Linked DNA regions of Mus musculus: region 2 is linked to region 1. A link is a contact called in public Hi-C data. All regions are on one chromosome and are shown on one strand. The core of a region is the stretch at or near the end of the contact, and the rest is flanking DNA. Distances in the headings are between cores, read along the strand shown. Region 1 overlaps St14 (suppression of tumorigenicity 14 (colon carcinoma)). Region 2 holds the start of St14 (suppression of tumorigenicity 14 (colon carcinoma)).

Region 1 (5,726 bases), core at 1,688-4,187:
CTCACGCCTCTCATCTCTGGTACACTCTGAACTTGACCCTAGGGCTTTTCTTGGAATGTCATAGATGTCCATTCATGACTGAGTGAGGGAATGAAAATATAGGTGGATGAATGCATCATTGGGATAGATAGATATGAGACTAGAGAATGACTGGGAGGACATTCGAAAGGGGAAGGCCTTGGGCTGCAGCAATGGCTTGATGGTTAAGAGAATGAACGTCTAGAGGGCCAGAGTTGAACTCCTAGCACCCATATTGGGTGGTTCGCAACTGCCTATGACACCAGCTCCAGGGGTGTCCAACATCTCGTTCTAATAAGAGAGCCTTCCTCTGCCTGCTGTCCCACGGTGGTTGCTTAAGGCCTTGTTTATGGTGGGCAGCCTTCTGAGTCTTGCTGAGAACCTAGATCACTGCCTGTGCGTTCATAGCCATCCACCCCACCCACAGACTTGTGACTGCTATGCCTCCCCTGTGCCATCCCAGGTACTCAGACTACACGATGTGGACGGCCTTCCTGGGTCTGCTGGACCAGAGCAAGCGCAGTGCCTCTGGGGTGCAGGAGCTGAAGCTCAAACGTATCATCACCCACCCTTCCTTCAATGATTTCACCTTCGACTATGACATCGCCTTGCTGGAGCTGGAGAAGTCGGTGGAGTACAGCACCGTCGTGCGCCCCATCTGCCTGCCTGATGCTACCCATGTCTTCCCTGCTGGCAAGGCCATCTGGGTCACAGGCTGGGGGCACACAAAAGAGGGAGGTGAGCTTCATGCCAGACCAGGACCTGCAGAGAACCCTAGGCCTTCCTGCCAGGCTATGGGTTCTTGCATACCTGCAGCCTTGTGGTGTCTGGGCTGCACAGAGTCCATCTTGGCATCAGGGCTGGTGGTTTACTCAACGTCCCGGTGCCTGGCAGGATGAAGCTGTTGGGGGTGGAAAGAAGGAGGCTCCTAATAAGAAGTGTAGGATCTGCAGGTTGGGCTCTTGATTGAAGCTCCGACTCTGCCACTGAACTGCCTGAGTGGCCGTTGCTTCATCTACTATCTGTGGTGATTCATCTGTGAAAGCATCGTCACTGAGTGTGCACTCGGGTGTCCCTTTTCTACGTGGATAAGCTTTCGAGCTGGGCCCACACATGTTACCCACTGTGGGTCCTTGAGCCCTGTGGAGGACAAGCAGTTTGTAGGCAAACTTTAGATTGAAAGACTCCATTCCCAGATTGGTATAGTTCATGGAGAACATTCATATAGAAAGTAAAACCGTGGCTGAGAGTTTGGTCGGATTTTCGGTGGTTTGTCGCTTTCCATCCATTTCCTTCCTTGCTGTGCATCTGACCCATCCGCAGCAGTTTCGCAGCAGTTTTAATGGCTCCACAATATCCTGCCGTGTGTTCTCGGCTACTGACCTATTTATGTGTCAGCCGCAGGCTCTTGGGTTATTTCCAAGCACTGCCTATAAACCTGACCAGTGAGGATTATCTCCAGTGCGGGTTTTCCCCATTGAGACTGGCTTACCCCGGGAGCTGCCTGCCTCAGTCTCCCGCTTCCTGTCTCCCCAGGTACCGGAGCGCTGATCCTGCAGAAGGGTGAGATCCGTGTCATCAACCAGACCACCTGTGAGGACCTCATGCCGCAGCAGATCACCCCACGAATGATGTGTGTGGGTTTCCTCAGTGGGGGTGTGGACTCCTGCCAGGTGCGTGGGGCCGAGGGGGAGGGGGAGGGGGGGGACCTTGAAAGGCGGAAGCTGGGACCAGACCAGGGAGTGGAGGAGCCGTGCAGAATGCGAAGGGAAAGAGGCAGGGTAAGGAAAGAGAAAGGCAGGGCAGGGGAAGAGGAGGGGGTGGGGCTAACTAGGCCGGAGCTGGGGATAGGTGGGGCTGGGGAGAGCCCGGCAGGGGTAAGCAGGAGTCCTGGGGAAGTCATGCTTCCGGGAGAGGTCAGTTGGCCATGGGAGAGGCTACTTAGGTTGAGGCAGCTACTAAGAGTTTAGGTAAGGGACTACTCACGCACAGGATTCGGTATTTATTTATTTATTTATTTATTTATTTATTTATTTATTTTGCGTAGGGTGACTCTGGTGGCCCCTTGTCAAGCGCGGAGAAAGATGGGCGAATGTTCCAGGCTGGTGTGGTGAGCTGGGGTGAAGGCTGCGCTCAGAGGAACAAGCCAGGCGTGTACACAAGGCTCCCTGTAGTTCGGGACTGGATCAAAGAGCACACTGGGGTATAGCAGCATGGACAGACAGCCGACCACAAACACCCACAGGGATGCCCGACATGCACACCTGGATACAGGAGAGGAACACTGACGACATTTATGCTGTGGCCTCCCCCCCCCAACACAACCCAGACTGTGAACTGCATCCTTAGGACTCAGAGTTCTTCCAAAGTGGGACCCCCTCAAGAGTTGGAGAGAGAACTTGCGTGCTAGCGGCCCAGCCTGGGGGCAAGGGTTTGATGGCAGCCTTCCCCCTCTAGCCCTGAGCTGGGTGAAGATGATGCTGTCCCGGAGAGCTGCTTCCAACTGTCATTGAGCTCCCGGGAGCCCTATGGGAGGAGGGGCTCAGGGTCACTCTTTTCAGGAAGCGCCAGCCCTAGGAACCCCAGAAAAGAGTGGTACCTAAGGCTGAAATTGTTTTGCTGTTGCCAGGGGTGGGTATTTGAGAGTAAAACATTTTATTTCTTTTTAGGTAATTTGTTTTTCTTGCTATACTACTACACCTCCCTCCCCCATCCCCTCTATGAATAGTTTTCTTTGCACTAAACTAGAACTAAATTTCCCCTAGTACAGACCCTGTGCAGACCACAGCGTCTTGTCTTCCCTAGGCCAAGGGCTGTCTGTCCTTGGTTATAACAAGTGCTCACTTGTAAGCCAGGCCCTGATTGCAACAGAAACTTGGTCAGAAGGAAGTTTGGGGGAGATGAATCATGTGACTGTCCAGGACTGACCCTGGCCTTGCCCTACCGGGGGTTGAGAGGACAGGCAGTAGTAGTCATGGTGACATGTCAGAGGAAGAGGGAGATGCCAAGTGTTGTGGGTTTGCTTTCGGTGCACAGGTGTCACACATGTTGTGTATACACACATGGATGCATACACGAGGTGCACATGGATGCAGGGCCCAGCATGGGATGGGTGGATGGGTTGCAGTTCGGGGGATGATGCTGTGTTAGTGATGGGTGCTTACACCTCCTATGCCATCCCTCTTTCTACTTTATCAAGTATTCTCAACTTAGTTGGAGTTGCCCAGGGAGGTGGGGCTGTAGATCTGAGGAGAGGTTAGAGATCTTTTGAAAGGCCCTTCGAAGGCTCCTGGGGCCATGCATGGGCTGAGGCTGAAGAAGGAGTGGCCTCTGGTAGATGTGGAGGTGACTGTGTCAGGGTCATGAGGGAAGCCAGCTCTGCCCATTGCTTTTCCCCAGCTCAGGCCTCCCGAGCTCCTGGACGTTGCTGTTGCTTACCATTGGCCTTTGTTAACACAAAGTTAAGACAGTTGTTCTGACTGCTCATGTGGTATTTGTGCTGTGTCTCTGATTCTAGTTAGAGTGTTCCCCAGGAAGACCCACGGTGTAAGCGACATTCCTGTCCTCCTGACATGGTCGCTTTTTCCTAGTGATATGGGGCAGAAGGATTGAGCCAGGGGCTATGTTAAGTGAGGGGTTGCAGGGCACACATGTGGGCTGATTCCGTGTGTGTGTGTGTGTGTGTGTGTGTGTGTGTGTGTGTGTGTGTGTGCATAGCCAGCTCACACACATGTGATGTCAGGGAGGCTGGTGCAGCCTGGGCCACCCACACAGCACCTCAGTGTCCACCACAGCTGCTGTCCACAGTAAGAACTCCCTCTCCAGCAGCAAACACACAGGCAGGGCTGCCTGACCTCGCTGCCTCTAGCCCCACTGTCCTAGGTTAATGGAATCACCTGGGAACTAGCTACCCTCAGGGCTCCTCTTCTCTTCTCCAGCAGAGCTTTGAGATCCTGCAGAACTCACAGGCTCAACTCCCCACTCTTTACACAGAGCTCCTAAGACCTCATTTTGGAAGCCACTCTGGAGACCTTCAGAGGATTACCAACACAGAGAAGCATGGTTAGCAGGGGTTAGTGCCACTCTGAGCTGTTATGGGCTAATGGCCATTGAGGGTCCCATGTGGTACCCTGAGCAAGGTCTGGTGCTCTTGATCCCCACGGTGCTGGGTGAATCCTGAAAATCCCTTTGGATTGACAGTCACATTTAATCCCTGGGAAATCAACCAAGTGTTGATGCCTGCTGGGGAGATGAGAGGTGCCACGGCACTGGGGAGCAGTTGGCTACATGGGTCTGTAATGGTATTGGGGAGTGGCCCATCTTAGCTCCACTGGGTGGGAGTGGGGAGGGGTGGCTCGTTGCCCAAAGTGTTTGGCACACATTTGTGTTTTCAATTCACAATACTCAGCACTGAGTATGTGACAGAAGATTCAGTTTAATTAGTGTAGGCTGCAGTAGCGGTAGCCAGTCCAGTGTGCAGGGTATGGGATGAATAATGCATTCTGAGACCACTTAACCGCCATGGCAGCCTGGAGAGAAGGTGTTGAGAGCCAGAGAGAATTTTACTCTACACAAGGCAGCTAGGCAGGGCTGTCTCCCCTGTGCCTGCAAATGCACGGAGCTCCATGCCTAGAAGGGCCCTATACTTGGTTCTACGTTCCACTCTTGCCTTTGAACAAGGGTCTTCGTATTTTATTTTGCTCCATGGATTCTGCACCTTGCCTTGCACCCTGGGCTGTTCCCAGGGGAGCCTGATGTGGGGTCAAGGATGACTGGGGGCCGGCAGGCTGTCAGAAGTGGTCATGACAGGTGAGACGTGATGTTGAATATCTAACCACCTAGCTTCTGTCATATTACACAGATGAAAGTCGCCTTAAGATCTGGGGCTGGCCGGGCAGTAGTGGCGCATGCTTTTAATCCCAGCACTTGGGAGGCAGAGGCAGGCAGATTTCTGAGTTCGAGGCCAGCCTGGTCTACAGAGTGAGTTCCAGGACAGCCATGGCTACACAGAGAAACCCCATCTTGAAAAACCAGGGTTACTTGGCTGTAGCTGGATCTATAAGAGAGAAGGAGGCGGAGGCAGTGCCAACGCAAAGCTGATTTTTCCCTATTCACAGAAAACTGTGCGGCTGGGCTTCCTGGAGACAGTGCAGTATTACGACTGGCCACATCAGCTTAGCACACATAGTGGGGTCTGTTCCCTGTCTGGCCGGCTTATGCTGGGACTCTCAAAGCAATTCATTTTCCGGTTCCTCCCAAACTGCCTTGACTTATTTTAGTCACTGATCACAACCTTAGAAGTTCAATGAACAAACTCAGATCCTGTTTGCTCCTGCTTCTATCAAGGTTTTGCAGGAGACGCCAGGAAATAGGTTAGAGAACAAAAATCTAGCAGAAGAGGGAAGGTTTCAAATCCCTGATCTAGGTTTAGGATTCCAGACTCAGAGCCACTGCGCAGAACTAGCTAGTAAATGGTCGTTCAGGTTTTTGTCCACACGGTGGCGATATTGTGCTGTCACAGAAGTGAGAGCCCCTCTCGAGGTGGGGCCTCTAGTTTCTAATTACCCTTCATCTGTCTCAGGGTTAACATGGAAGGGGCCCCAGCACAGTCTTTCTCTAGTCAGTCTGTCAGTCCTCATTTTGCAGGCAGGACCTGCTGACCGTCAGCGATAGAATCCCGACAGCTCATTACTAGGCAGGCTTGGGGC
Region 2 (5,634 bases), core at 2,539-5,038, 43 kb before region 1:
ATTTTTCTGCACACTCACCTTTTAATAACAACGACTCATTTCATGTGCTGAGGAGACAGAGGCTAATCCTTGCCTTTGGGAGCTTTGTGTCTTGAGAACACAGACACACTGTGGGTGCACTTTGTCTTGGACTGGGATCCCAGTCTGAGATTGGAACTGGGATGAGGACTATGCTCTGTCGATGGAATGCTGACCTACAATATAAGAGAGCCTGAGATTCCCCAGCACCACCAAGGAAACACATGGATTTGAGTGGAACAAAGTGGATAAAGAAAGCCTTCCAGGACTAATGTAGATTTTTACAGAGGAGGTGATGGTAGCTTGGGAGGGGCGTGGCGGAAGACAGAGCAGGTAGATTGCAAGCATATTTTGGAAGCAGAACCGTCAGGCTATTGATTAGTGCATTTGTTTTTTGTAGGTGGGTGGGGTCAGTAAAGAAAGAATCGAGCAGTGCTTCTAGCTGACTGAATAGAAACCATTTAGTGAGATGGCCATCCAAAGCCACCGCCATGCCAGGCCACAGACAATGAGGCTTTGCTCAGAAGTGCTGTTCTTCGTGCTCAGAGATGCTCCATAGCCTACCTCAGGTCTCAAGAACCTTTGCTTTTAGCTCATAGAACTACATAGGTGTCTAATCCAGGGAAGGCACTCACGTGACAACATGAACACAGTGCATTCATTATAGATGTCAGCCACGGTCCTTCCTAGGGATCACTGTGTAGGAACAAGGCATCGACTACACTCTGTCCATGACAGAACTTTATCCTGACACTAATTAAGGTCAATCCATTTGGCTTAATCCCCATGAAATTACAGTATGCTTTTGTTTCTAAACTGTGAGTGAAAAACAACTCAACCACAGCTAGGGCAAGGGCTTAATAAACTGATAGTTAGCTTCATGAACTGTCATCAAGCATTCCATTTTGCAACAGCAGTTTGAGAGTCAGGAGAAAAATAAAACCATTCTATACGCTGTGCAGTAGTTTCGGGAAGAGGATACTTAGTTATGCTGGGGAAGAATGTCACAGATGTGATGTGCCAGATGACAGTTGGGTCTCAGCAGGAGTAGGCAAAGTGGTTATGGTTAACAGGGGGAGGGCTGGAGACAAATAGGCTTGACAAGGTGGCTTGCCAAAGCAGGGGGCTGCGAAGGCAACAGGCACAATTAGCGTGGAGGTACTTGCACGGTTGGTCCTCGTAAGTGCACTGTTGCCACACGAATCAGCTTGCACAGGTTAGCCATTGGCACTGTGTCAGACAGACCTTTCTTACTCCAGGAGACACAAAGTCGGTCGTGGCTGAGGGGTCTGTAACTGATACGTTCTCAGTTCTGCTCATTCCAAATCTCTCCTACACATCTTTGCCGCTGCAGGGTTTTCCTCTTCCTTGAAGGAGTGGCCCTCGAGCTTCCTGGTCCTGCTGTCTTAAAAGTCTTGGTGACTTTAAACTTGAGCTAGGTCTACATGCCATGACTCCCCCTTCCTTTATTATCGCCAGCTTAAACAGGTGATTTAGCCTGAGTTAGACCCACATATGCTCACCTTCTGAGTGACTTGCCTCAAGGACATGAGTGAGTTGGAGAAAGGTCTTATGAATGTGAACTCGACTTTCCCAGCAGGCAGAGTGTTCTGAGAAGTCCAGGAAGAGAGTTATAGCAGCTTTGGACTAAGCTGGTCTAGCCCAGGGAGGGGCATGGTTGTGCAGTGAGGGAGGCATGTGGTCAAGGCTGGCTCATTTGGTTCTGAGTTAGCCTTGTACAGTGAGAGATGAGAAGGACTGAAGACTATATGCATGTGTGCGTGCCATGAGTGTGTGTGTGTGTGTGTGTGTCATGCTGGATATCAAGTGCATGAATACCATATGAGACTTACTCTACCATTGAGCATCATCTCAGGTTTTGGGTTTTTAAACTGGCTACTCTTGGGGTTCTTTGTTGACAATTTAGAGACAAAAGTACTTAATATCATGTATATTGTTCTTTCTTTATTGAGGCAGGGTTTGCTATGTAGATCAGGCTGGCCCGTGTGTTTGCCACCACACCTGCCTTATATATACTTTATAACGATTAAACCAAACAGATTTAAGATGTTAGCATAAAGTTTACTTTGTCCGGTTGTTGGTCATAGGGATGTCCTAGGCATGCACATAGGGTGTGCATAGCACAGGAGGGTGACTCTTCTGCTGGACTTACGACAGATTTGTGGCATTGCCTGCACTCAAATGACCAGATGGGTGCCTCTCACAGACGAGATACACATTTAGCTTTCTGAGATAAAGGATGGAACTGCAGGAAGTTGAGAAAGAAAATGAGTCATTCTTTTCTCAACAGAATAGCAGGTCCAGAGCCACAAGTCCCTTCTAGTCTTTGCTGCCTCGAATCAGGCTAACTTTCAGTCATTCACTAATTAAAGGGTGTTTGTGCCAGTGGTAATCCAAAGCAGGGAGTTATTTTTCAATATGCTCCATTTGGCTTTGGAATTCTTTGCATGCAGTATAGTGGCAAATTTATTTCCCTGTGCATCACACTCACATAACTTAGACTTGGAAGACTCCGGTCAGTGAGACACAGTAGTGCAATGATAGAGAGACAGAAAGACCCAGTCCTGGCTCACAGGGAGGACGAGTCTGTGTCAGTAGACTCTCTTTGGTCTAATATCACCAGAGTTGTTACATCACTTATCTCCAGAATACATCAGCAGGGGGCTCTGCTTGCTGTAGCTGCTGTGGGACACAGACTCATAGAGATTTATGTTATTTTAAGAAGGGCTGGGTTCTAGGTAGAAACTTGGGGCTTGTTAATTTCAAAGTAGGAGTTCAAAGGAGCAAAATTTCATTTTGCTCATTCTTGTTTCCCAAGAGCTAGGACAGCACATACTATGAGCTCAGGAGTTTTGGTTCACTAATCAAGACTGCAGAATATCAGCAGAGAAATACCCAGGTGGGGAACACCTTTGGTGCCTGTGCTGGGAAGGCACGTATCCTTAAAGAAGGAAAGTGTGGGTCCTGCAGGATGACTGAGCCAGTAAGGGCTCTTACTGCCCAGCCTGATGATTCTCCATCCCTAGAACCCACAAGGTGCAAGGAGAGACCAAGTATCTCGCAAGTTGTTCTCAAACACGCAAATAAACAACGACAACAATAACAACAAATTAAAGGAAGGGAGTGTAGAAAAAAGGGAGGAGGTTGACTAGCGATCTAGTCTAGAGGTCAGAAAGGATTACGAAAATACAGAAAAGACGCTTTTCAAGACGGGATGTGCAGTCAGTATCTGATGCTGCAAATAGTTGGAGAAAGACTCTGGGGACCTGCAATCATTTCTCTGGGCACAGGCCACTGTCAGTGGCTCTGACAGCGAAGAAGAGGCTGCTACTGTCCCCAGGAGGGGACATGACACAGGAGGAAGGCCTGGTCTTAACAACAGCTGGCTACGGTTTTGAAGGGACAATAACGGAGACACAGGCATCTGGTAACATGATTGATTGTAGGGAAAGATCCACGGGAGAGAGATTAAAATTGTATTAAAGATGGTGGAGAGATGGCCAGTATCAAAGGACCGGACTGAAGGGCTGTGCTCCAGGAGAAAGAGCCACCCGTGACAAAGAGGAAGAAAGAGCCAGAACTCTGTGGTGCTCCTTTTCGGGGTTCTGGCGGGAGGGAAAGAGCTTCCTGGGGGCGTGGCGGAAGGCGGGACCGGCCGCAACAGGTGTGCGGGCGCCGGTGCTGGCTGGCTGGAGGGGCGGGGCGACCCTGGAGGCCACACCCTGAAACTACCTGAGCTGGGAGGAAGGATGAGAACTGGAGCCTCCGCCGCGGGCCGGGCGCGCTGGGCCTGCCCCGGAACTTGGCCCGTGCCTCACCTCGTCCCCCTCGTCCCTCGTGTCCCCAACACCCCGCGGGCCATGGTAGACGGCTGCCCGGAGGGACCACGCGTCTGAGACCGGCGATCGGACCGCCAAAACCATGGGTAGCAATCGGGGCCGCAAGGCCGGAGGGGGCTCTCAGGACTTCGGCGCGGGACTCAAGTACAACTCCCGGCTAGAGGTGGGCGAGGGCTGGGGACCCGGGGTCGGGCGTCCACAGTTCTGATCCGCGCGCAGCGTCGCCTGCGCGGGGCCCTCGGTTTCGCCCGAGCTCCGCTCTACGGCTCGTGGGTGGCCGGAGCTCGGGCGCACAGGTGGAATTTCCTGTTCGGTGGGTGCCTGGCCGCTGGTGGCAGGGCGGGGCCGGTCGGACCTCGGTCCCAGACCTGCCTCGCGCTGGGCACTGAGGAGGTGGGAAGCCGTAGGGCCCGGAGGCGTCGGGGTTGGGGCTGGCAGGATCTCCGTGGGGGTCACCATTGCTCTGGGCTATCAATCAGTGCTCCGAGTGGGTGACCTGGGCTATGGCAAGGACAAGTTGGAGACTTGTCTGTCCTTGGCCTCTGCACAAACTCGTTTTAGTCTTCCTGGTCAAAGGCGCTTTGGATCTTTTGTAAGGGTTGAACTCAGAGCAGAGCTTTGTCCACACAGAGTGTGGAGCCCTTGAGAAGGTGGCTGTCTGGGTAGTGGTGAAGCATGTGTCCTGAGCCTTCTGGAAGAAGCCTTTAGTAAGCGGGAAGCAGAAGCCTGAGAAGTCTCTTGAAAGACCTCAGAAGCATTTCACTTTGCTGCACACAGTGGGGGAGGGCGTTAGTTATCCTGAAAGACACACACGGGTCGTGGGGTAGTGGTGGCGCCGTGCTCTGGTGGGACTAGCGGCCAGGCTTTTTTCTGAACCGCAGCTAGAGGCTGGTGAGCGAGGCTTGTTGCTCTGGCAGAGGCAGTTTCCTGGAGCCGAGCCTCCCCTTCCGCCGCTTTTTCATGCACTCCTTCTCTGCTGACTTGGAGAAGACCAGATCTCGGGGGACCGTGAGCTGGGACTTCACTTCTCACCCCTTGTAACAGAGTCCCCGCAACCTGTGCTTCTGCCCTGCAGTGAGATGCCACCTGCTGCCGCCTTCTCCTTCTTTCTGTGATTGGGGTGTTTGCGAGTCCTTAGTAATTGCCTGCTTGGAACTCGTGCCTCCTCCGCAGGTAGCCTGCCGCTTGGTGTTTGACCTTCATCTGTTTTTCTCTCATTTTCGGTTTGCCCTTCCAGACTTCCCTTTCGAAGACGGGTGCTGATATTGAAAGTGGGTCCTCTGGTGACTGAACTCAGTCTCCTGTTTAGGCCACGTATCCCTAGGGTGGGAGCCAGGGTGGGGCTCACCACTCTAGTCCCTGGGCTCCTGATAGATTACTATTCACCAGGAACGCCTCTTTGCCCTCCTCCTAGGTTCTCATTCATCTCCATCACTTGGGTTACGCCTACTCACTTCTGCGGCTTCTTTCTCCTGTGTGGCTGGCTCACTCTGTCTTTTTTCCACTTTGGTTGAACGACCCCGGTATCAGTGCTGGGCCAGGGACTCACTACCCAAAGGGGCTCTCGGGGAGCAATAGGATGTGGTTGGTTCATTTAAGGAACTTAGACTTCCGGTACATGTGAACAGAAAGACACACACACACACACACACACACACACAATTTGACACTCAAGAGAGGAGCCGCAGCTTATTTTCCTCTCTCCAGGAAATCTTCAAGTATGACTTGAATGTTCCAGGCTTGAATGCTCCTGGCT

Evidence for each region. A called contact is a pair of places that touch in the nucleus more often than the background predicts.
Region 2: a Hi-C map of Sertoli cells shows a contact between it and region 1, with 2.2 times the contacts expected there. The contact joins the promoter of St14 here to the enhancer-like site in region 1. A contact is called at or near these places in 1 of 15 datasets of contacts at CTCF or cohesin (embryonic stem cells), 5 of 484 Hi-C or Micro-C datasets (the HL-1 cell line, Sertoli cells and embryonic stem cells), 7 of 115 datasets of contacts at active chromatin or transcription factors (T-cell acute lymphoblastic leukemia, embryonic stem cells and microglia) and 1 of 9 other capture datasets (adipose tissue).

Annotation. Positions count from the first base shown.
Region 1 is chr9:31,086,367-31,092,092 of GRCm38.p6, reverse strand. St14 (suppression of tumorigenicity 14 (colon carcinoma)) reads left to right here. Exons shown (of 19, transcript NM_011176.4): 17 at 482-756; 18 at 1,555-1,691; 19 at 2,066-3,503. The coding sequence ends at 2,227. Among named protein-coding and RNA genes, the nearest start is that of Gm17508, 6.6 kb to the right of the region's middle. Within about 2 kb of position 2,937, at least 6 of the 459 cell types and tissues checked have an H3K27ac peak or open chromatin away from gene starts, as enhancers often do. A contact at or near this core is called in Sertoli cells, where this site is marked.
Region 2 is chr9:31,129,953-31,135,586 of GRCm38.p6, reverse strand. It overlaps St14 (suppression of tumorigenicity 14 (colon carcinoma)), which reads left to right and starts at 3,788. Exons shown (of 19, transcript NM_011176.4): 1 at 3,788-4,041. The coding sequence starts at 3,961.